Regions from separate parts of the Mus musculus genome. Here region 1 is linked to region 2. Evidence: chromatin contacts called from public HiChIP or PLAC-seq data. All regions are on one chromosome and are shown on one strand. Each heading gives the region's core, a stretch centred on a gene start, on an enhancer-like site or on the middle of the called end of the contact. The rest is flanking DNA. Distances are from core to core; before and after follow the strand shown.

What was found. HiChIP or PLAC-seq counts read pairs in DNA pulled down with a chosen protein or histone mark.
Region 1: a contact with region 2 is called in an H3K27ac HiChIP or PLAC-seq map of heart atrium, with 14 read pairs. The contact joins the enhancer-like site here to the promoter of Clec2d in region 2. A contact is called at or near these places in 4 of 39 promoter capture datasets (the 3T3-L1 cell line, the C10 cell line and liver), 1 of 15 datasets of contacts at CTCF or cohesin (CD8 T cells) and 1 of 115 datasets of contacts at active chromatin or transcription factors (heart atrium).

Annotation. Positions count from the first base shown.
Region 1 is chr6:129,144,236-129,148,115 of GRCm38.p6, forward strand. No RefSeq gene overlaps it. Among named protein-coding and RNA genes, the nearest start is that of Gm26160, 29 kb to the right of the region's middle. Within about 2 kb of position 1,821, at least 15 of the 459 cell types and tissues checked have an H3K27ac peak or open chromatin away from gene starts, as enhancers often do.
Region 2 is chr6:129,178,392-129,182,586 of GRCm38.p6, forward strand. Clec2d (C-type lectin domain family 2, member d) reads left to right here and starts at 2,224. Exons shown (of 5, transcript NM_053109.3): 1 at 2,224-2,356. The coding sequence starts at 2,290.

The sequences.
Region 1 (3,880 bases), core at 571-3,070, 35 kb before region 2:
ATCTCTTTCTTTAGGTTTGGAAAGTTTTCTTCTATAATTTTGTTGAAAATATTTACTGGCCCTTTAAGTTGGAAATCTTTCTTCTCATCTATACCTATTATCCTTAGGTTTGGTCTTCCTAGTGTGTCCTGGATTTCTGGATGTTTTGGATTAGGATCTTTTTACATTTCACATTTTTTTGATTGTTATGTCAATGTTTTCTATGGTATCTTCTGCACCTGAGATTCTTTCTTCTATCTCTTGTATTCTGTTTGTGATGCTTGCATCTATGGTTCCTGACTCCTTTCCTAAGTTTTCTATCTCCAGAGTTGTCTTCCTTTGTGATTTCTTCATTGTTTCTACTTCCATTTTTAGATCCTGGATGGTTTTGTTCAATTCCTTCACCTTTTGATTGTGTTTCCCAGTAATTCTTTAAGTGATTTTTTTGTTTTCCTCTTTAAGGGCTTCTAGCTGTTTAACCTGTGTTCTCCTGTATTTCTTTAAGTGAGTTATGCCCTTCTTAAAGTCCTCTATCATCATTATGAGAAGTGATTTTAGATCTGAATCTTGCTTCTCATGTGTAATGGTGTATCCACAACTTGCTAAGGTGGGAGAGTTGGGTTGTGATGATTCCAAGTAACCTTGGTTTCTGTTGCTTCTATTCTTTTTTTTTTTTTTTTTTTTTTTTGAGATTTCACGTGCTTTCATGTTTATGGATATCAGAGAAATGTGTTCTCTTCATCTTTCCCAGTGGAGGCAAGTACAAAATAAAAGCGGGGGTGTGGGGGTGTGTGAGGGGAACCCAACACACTTATTAAAAAACAGTTATTTCAGATAAGTTAAAATCCTATAATCAGGACAGCCACAATTCCAGTCACTCTGGTGCAAAGTGTAGATATCTCAAGTGCTCTCTGCCCTTGATATATCTGTGCTGTATATATATCTGTGCTGTATAGCCTGTACTTCCTGTAATCCTAGTTGAGTCAGAACTCCTCAGAGTCCAGCTTTCTCTGTGATTCTGTGATCCTGTGATCCTGAGATTCTGGGTGTTTCAGAGTTCTTGGCAGTTAAGCTTCCTCTGAGACCTTGGGATCCTAGTGTGACCAAGCATCTGGGATTCTGGGATCCTATATTTCCGTGGAAGTGGAGAGTGGGGAGTCCTCTGGGGATCATGGGACTATCCACCCAGTTCACCCAAAAGGTAGCCTGGCTCTCCATTTCACTGAGTCTTAAGTGAGTTGTAAGACCCTCACACTGGCTTTCCCTCACTTTGTAATAATGTTGTATGTATACACCCCTTCTTTATTGGAACTCACAGCCATCAGATTGCAGCCACTGCCATGTAATTGCTAGCACCTGGTACAATTCCACTCTCATCAAACACTTTAAGGAAATCTTTGCTTTTCTTCTTCTTTTTCACTTGTGATATGAGAATGTCTGACTTGGGGGCATTTGTAGTCCTTGCTTTAAGGATCTAGGTGTGAAAATCTTTGGAGGAATTAGTATATCCCATAGTTCCAAGTCTTCCACTCCCTGTTGCTCTGACAGACAAAATCCTTAGCTTGAACATTGCTACATCCGTGTGGATCTTCAGGACAATTGTAACAGACATGTGTGGCTCCTTCCTCATTGCTTTTCCTATTGTGTCAGACATTATTGTTTTGTTTTAACACTACATTTATGTTATTATTTCCACACTTCACAGCTTCCTTCATAACATGGATATATCAGGAGGATGTTATAGTTCAATTCATCTCAAATAGCACCAGAAACTTACACATATTTAATTTGTACAATGTGGCATAGAATAATTCCTGGAACTGGGGAGGGGTGGAATCCATGAAGTTTTAATTGAAGATTTAGTGTTTTGTTTACCCTGGGGCCTGAAGAAGTAACTCAAAGCAGATGGTTAAAGGGAGAAAAACAAAAAGTCCAGATTAGATCATCTGTTACATCTTCTGTTTCAAAGATGAAATCCTGTAAACTGTGCGGCCTTAATGGACACAGCGTTTAATAGAGAGACACCCTCAGCTGCAAGTGTGGGTGTATGTGGACTCAGAGAGTAGAGCATTCACCATAGATTTCCTGGTGTTCATTTAGCCTCACAGAACTTAGAGTCTGTCACTGATCACAGTTCCCATCTCCTGCCTACAAAGAACACATCAAGAGTCTATGGTAATGTAAAGACACTTAGGTCCCCCCATCTTTCCCCTCAGGTAAATGGTGCTATTTCTCCTTTTGAAACTTGTATATATTCTAGATATAAGCCTCTTTAGATATATTATAATTTTAACTGATTGCTTTGGGATGGTGAGATGATTTCTCAAGTAAAAGTACTTGCTGCAGACACCTGACAACTGGAGTGCAATTTTTAATACCTTTGCTGGAAAGAGAATCACCTCCTGAAAGTTGTTCTCTGATCTCAACACCTAGTGTGGCAATCATGTACCCTCATGCACACATGCACACACACACACACACACACACACACACACACACACATACATATACACACCTACAGCCACACATTTGCTGTCACAAATACATACTCATACACACACACACACACACACACACACACACACACACACACACACACACACTAATTAGAAACCTGTGGCTTTTTAGCAGTGGTTCTGTTGGTGGTGATGGTGTAGGACACCTTGCTTGCAGATATCCACAGCTTCAGAGATAAAAAGCTTACACATTGCCTGGTACAGAACAGACTTTCTGGCTCAGTTCTACTGCAGTTGCACCCCTAGAATCTAGCATTTGGCAAAATCAGCCCTCTTTTCTGCCAGAGAGTTTAGTAATCTTAGTGAAATAATGTGCAAGACTGAGGTAATACTCAAGAGGATAACATGACATGAACAGTATGAAAAGGGACCAGAAACTGAGGTAGAAAATGTGTCAAATTGTCCTGAGATAGCACTGAACTCTGTGACCCATACGGACTTACTAATATCAATAACACGGTACCATTTTCAATTTGATATCATCCCTGTATTTTGAAAGCTATGTGATTATCAATATTAAATTATGCTTGTTTAGGAAGTATTAAAGTTAAAATCAGGAAAATATCTTGAGTCATTAGCTTCATCTTCACATCAGGGTCAAGAGTAAGTGGAGGCTTTTACACTGCTAGGAGGATCTAAGTGAGCCAGCATGATAGAAAGAAGCATGTTTCCTTCTGCTGTGTTCCTGCTTAGCAAAAGTAGGGGAGGAGCTTGTTGAAATGGAAGTAAAATATGCAGTTTGAGAAAAACTATGAGATTTCCTCAACACTACTGTTCATGATCCCTAATCAAGAGGCTAGAAAATTTGTCTATCCTCATTGTGATTATGATCCTACAGATATCTGCTTGAATGGAGAAGCTAAAGGACAAAATTAGTAGAATAAAGCCAATGTGGTGTGTGACCCAGTAGTGAAAGAACTGAACCAAGCTGAACCAACTGAACCAACCCATTCTCTAGATGGCTCAAACTGTGGGAAATTCCCAGCATAAGGATTAGATATCTCAGCAAACAAACAAACAAACAAACAAACAAGCAAACACAGAAAGTGGAACATGGGCAGTGACCTGCTTTGTGACCAAATGACAAAATGTTTGCTTTGATAGTAGGATGGATAAAATGTATACAGAGCTCATTCATTCATTCAGAGATATAACCACCTACTATGTGTCAATATTTCTCTAGATGATAAAGATCACTAGATGCTCCTGCCTTGATGATAATGGACTGAACCTCTGAAACTGTAATCCAGCTCCAACTAAATATTGTCTTTATAAGAGTTGCCTTGGGGACTCCGCCGAACTTAGGAAATTAGTCTGAACAGGTGAGAGGGTGCACTACAGAACTGAACAGCTTCTGGGATAGGCAGAGCCACAGAGCCGCTGAG
Region 2 (4,195 bases), core at 974-3,473:
AACCCAGGGGAATTCTAATTGCTGATCTAGGAAGTCCTAGTTTTGAAAAAGTAGTTTCTACTCAGAAGTTGAAAAAGTGCTAATATTTTATAAAGAAATACTCCTATATTTGCATACGTTAAAGAGTTGACAGCAGCTGGTGAGGTAACACAATCACAAAAGAACTCAAATGATATGTACTCACTGATAAGTGGATATTAGCCCAGAAACTTAGGATACCCAAGATATAAGATACAATTTGCAAAACACATGAAACTGAAGAAGAACGAAGACCAAAGTGTGGACACTTTGCCCCTTCTTAGAATTGGAAACAATCATCAATGGAAGGATTACAGAGACAAAGTTTGGAGCTGAGAGAAAAGGATGGACCATCTAGAGACTGCCATATCCAGGGATCCATCCCATAATTAGCCTCCAAACAATGACAGCATTGCATACACCAGCAAGCGTTTGCTGCAAGGAACCTGATATAGCTGTCTCTTGTGAGACTAGGCCGGGGCCTAGCAAACACATAAGTGGATGCTCTCAGTCAGCTATTGGATGGATCACAGGGCCCCCAATGGAGGAGCTAGAGAAAGTATCCAAGGAGCTAAAGAGATCTGCAACCCTGTAGGTGCAACATTATGAACTAACCAGTACCCCGGAGCTCTTGACTCTAGCTGCATATGTATCAAAAGATGGCCTGGTCGGCCATCACTGGAAAGAGAGGCCCATTGGACACGCAAACTTTATATGCCCCAGTACAGGGGAATGCCAGGGCCAAAAAAATGGGAATGGGTGGGTAGGAAAGTGGGGGGCAGGGTGTGGGGGACTTTTGGGCTAGCATTGGAAATATAATTGAGGAAAATATGTAATAAAAAAAAGAGTTGACAGCTTTCTTTCAAAACTTTAACCAAGACAAATTAATAAGTAAGTTACAGTTGTATTTTTTCAAAGGAGATGGACTCAGGGCTTAAAAGCTCTTGCCACATAATCCTGACCATCTGGCCTGGATCACAGGAGAACAGGGCAGCAGGAGAGGACAGACTCCTACACATATGCTGTGGCATAGATATGCCCCGCTCAAGAAATAAAGTAGTTTTTTAATGGGCCAAATGGGTAACTCTCCAGTGTTTCAAATAGTTGAATGTGACTATTGGATATAAATATTTATTACGCAGTAAAATCTGTTTGGTTTTTTTGATCTCCCCAGGGTTCTCTGTTTCCCAGAACTGTTGCAGGCCTGTGATAAGAAAGGGTAAGAGGTTCAAAGCTGTTAAAAACAATGAATTCATGAAATTCTTAGACAAATGGATGGATCTGGAGGATATCATCTTGAGTAAGGTAACCCAATCAGGAAAGAACACACATGATATGCACTCACTGGTAAGTGGACATTAGCCCAGAAGCTCAGAATCCTTTTTAGAAGGGGGAACAAAATACCCATGGAAGGAGTTACAGAGACAAAGTTTGGAGCAGAGCCTGAAGGAAGAGACTGCCAGAGACTGCCCCACTTGGGGATCCATTCCATAAACAACCACCAAACCCAGACACTAGGCAGATGCCAACAAGAGCCTGCTATAGCTGTCTCCTGAGGGCCTTTGTCAGTGCCTGGCAGATACAGAAGTAGATGCTCACAGTCATTCATTGGACAGAGCACAAAGTCCCCAATGAAGGAGCTAGAGAAAGTACCCAGGGAGCTAAAGGGATCTGCAACCCTATAGGTGGAACATCATTATGAACTAACCAGTACCCCAGAGCTCTTGACTCTAGCTGCATATGTATCAAAAGATGGCCTAGTCGGCCATCACTGTAAAGAGAGGCCCATTGGACTTGCAAACTTTATATGCCCCAGTACAGGAGAACGCCAGGGCCAAAAGTGGGAATGGGTGGGCAGGGGAGTGGGGGGGGGAGGGTATGGGGGACTTTTGGAATAGCATTGGAAATGTAAATGAGGAAAATACCTAATAAAAAATATTAAAAAAAAAAAAAAAAGAAAATCCCTGTGACCTCAGTAAGGTCAGCTTGAATTATGTTTCTAAATCAGAGTGTGCTGAAAGAGAAACGAAACACAAAGTAAACCAGAAGCAAACAGGAAAGTCAGTCTCCAGATGGCGCCAGTGTGGCTCCTGACCTTGAAATGCGTTTCCCAATGAGATTTTGTTAGGCCCTGAGCCAACCAAGCGTGTGTGTATGTACAGAAAGGAGGAGCTACAGGATTAGCTAAATACTGAAACCTCCCCACGTATTTGTGCCTCTCAGCTTTCAAGTTTCAATCCTGTAGTGGAAACTCAGCTCCTCAGCTCTGAGATGTGTGTCACAAAGGCTTCCCTACCTATGCTTAGTCCCACAGGCAGCCCGCAGGAGGTAGAAGTGGGTAAGTATTCAATAGTATTTGAACCAATGGGAGGGGCAGAGAGGAGTTTCAAACAGGGCAGGAAGGCAAAAGAGTTGAACCTTGAACAAAAGATTAAGAACAGAAGGGCGTCTGTGAGCCCGTCACTGTGGGTCTGCAGAGCAGGAGAATGCAGTCGGGATTAGCTATGAGGTTGTTACATTAGTTATTCTATCGGAGCATACAATACTCGAATAGTTCTCAGGCAAGAGAAATGAGCAGCGAGTCACCTTCTAACTGCCAGAGCTGTAGCCACAGCGTTCTCGCTTTGTACTTAGCTTGCTAGTCCACTCTTCCCAGGGATCTGGTAAGTTACAGTCTGGTGGATTACATCAAATTGCTGTAGTAAACGTTTGCTTTAAGTCCCTGAGTGAAGGAAACTCAGACAACAGCTTTGCAATGTGCATAGTGGCAGAAGTTGCCTGGGAAGCTTGGAGCTTGTGTTTTGCAGATCCATTGTAATTAAAATAGAATTGTAAGGGGGTGGCTTGGGGTGGGGTGGGGGTGGGGGGCGCTGAACCTACTCAGGACCAAATCCTTTCTGTTTTGAGCTCTTGATAAGTTACAGAAAAAGAATATAATGGGGTTTCCTACTTAATTCTTCAGAAAGGAAGCAAAATTGTGTTTCTTGTGTTTCAAACTGTCTATGCTCCATTATATTGTGTTCCTTTATTTTCCTTTTCCCCCTCATTCCTGTTTCTTCACATTAATTTTTTTTTTTTTAATTTGTGGAAAGACTACTGAATTTTGAGAAAGTAAGATTGACATCTATCAAAATACAAAATTCCCAACAAATGCTAATGTTTATCACTTAAACCAAGTATTCTGAAATAATAATAATAATAATAATAATAATAAATTATAATAAATTATTATTACTGAGGATGATGATGACTGACTGACTGATTGATTGATTGATTGATTCTTTGGCAAAGTCTCATACTTTACCCCAAGCTGGCCTGGAACTCCTGCTCCCTCTGCCTCAGCAGGGTTGACTTTTTAAAATCAAATACACAAATATTTAGCCATTGGAAACATTTCCTGAGAATGTGGAGCTTCTGTCTCAAGTGCAGCTGTTGCATAGCTAGCTGCAGGCATTTTGAAGCCTGTCTTGTGAATGTGGAGCTCCTGTCTCAAGTGCAGCTGTTGTATAACTAGCTGCAGGCATTACACAACTTCACTCCTTTGAAGCAGTAGCTTGTTTTATCATTGAAACAGTTTTTAAGTAAGCTAAAAACCAGGCCAGCAATACTTCATTTCTTTGGGTTTTTTGAGAGATCATTTCCAACATTACTTTTAAATAAAGACAGGAAAGTTATGTTCAAATTGTGCTATGGAACACATTCGAATTTAGAAGGAGATCTGTGTGTATACAGCAAAATTCCTGTTTACATATTAGAAGGAAACAGACAGTATCAGAATTATACTGGTGTAAACACAGAGGATTATCTGTAAATCTTACTCTTAATATCATATAAGAAATGCTGGTGTAGAACTCTAAATAAATAAAATTACCATTCTGAGTTTTTGAAATGCCCAATAACCATAAATGTGTTCCTTTAATTCCTAACTTGTTAAGAGTTCTTGTTATTTTAGACTAATATTATTTTTTTCACATGATTTTGGTAAGCTTGTTAAAATGCTCCCATATTTTTATCCATTAGTTATGTCAGTGTGTTCTATTACATTTATGTGCCTTTATTAATTTATTTACTGACTAGGTTCTCTGAGACTGATCCTTACATAGTCCAGGTTGAGTTCAAACTTCTAATGTAGCCAAGGCTAGTCTTGTACTCCTGACTCCAGCTTCTGCCTCCCTAG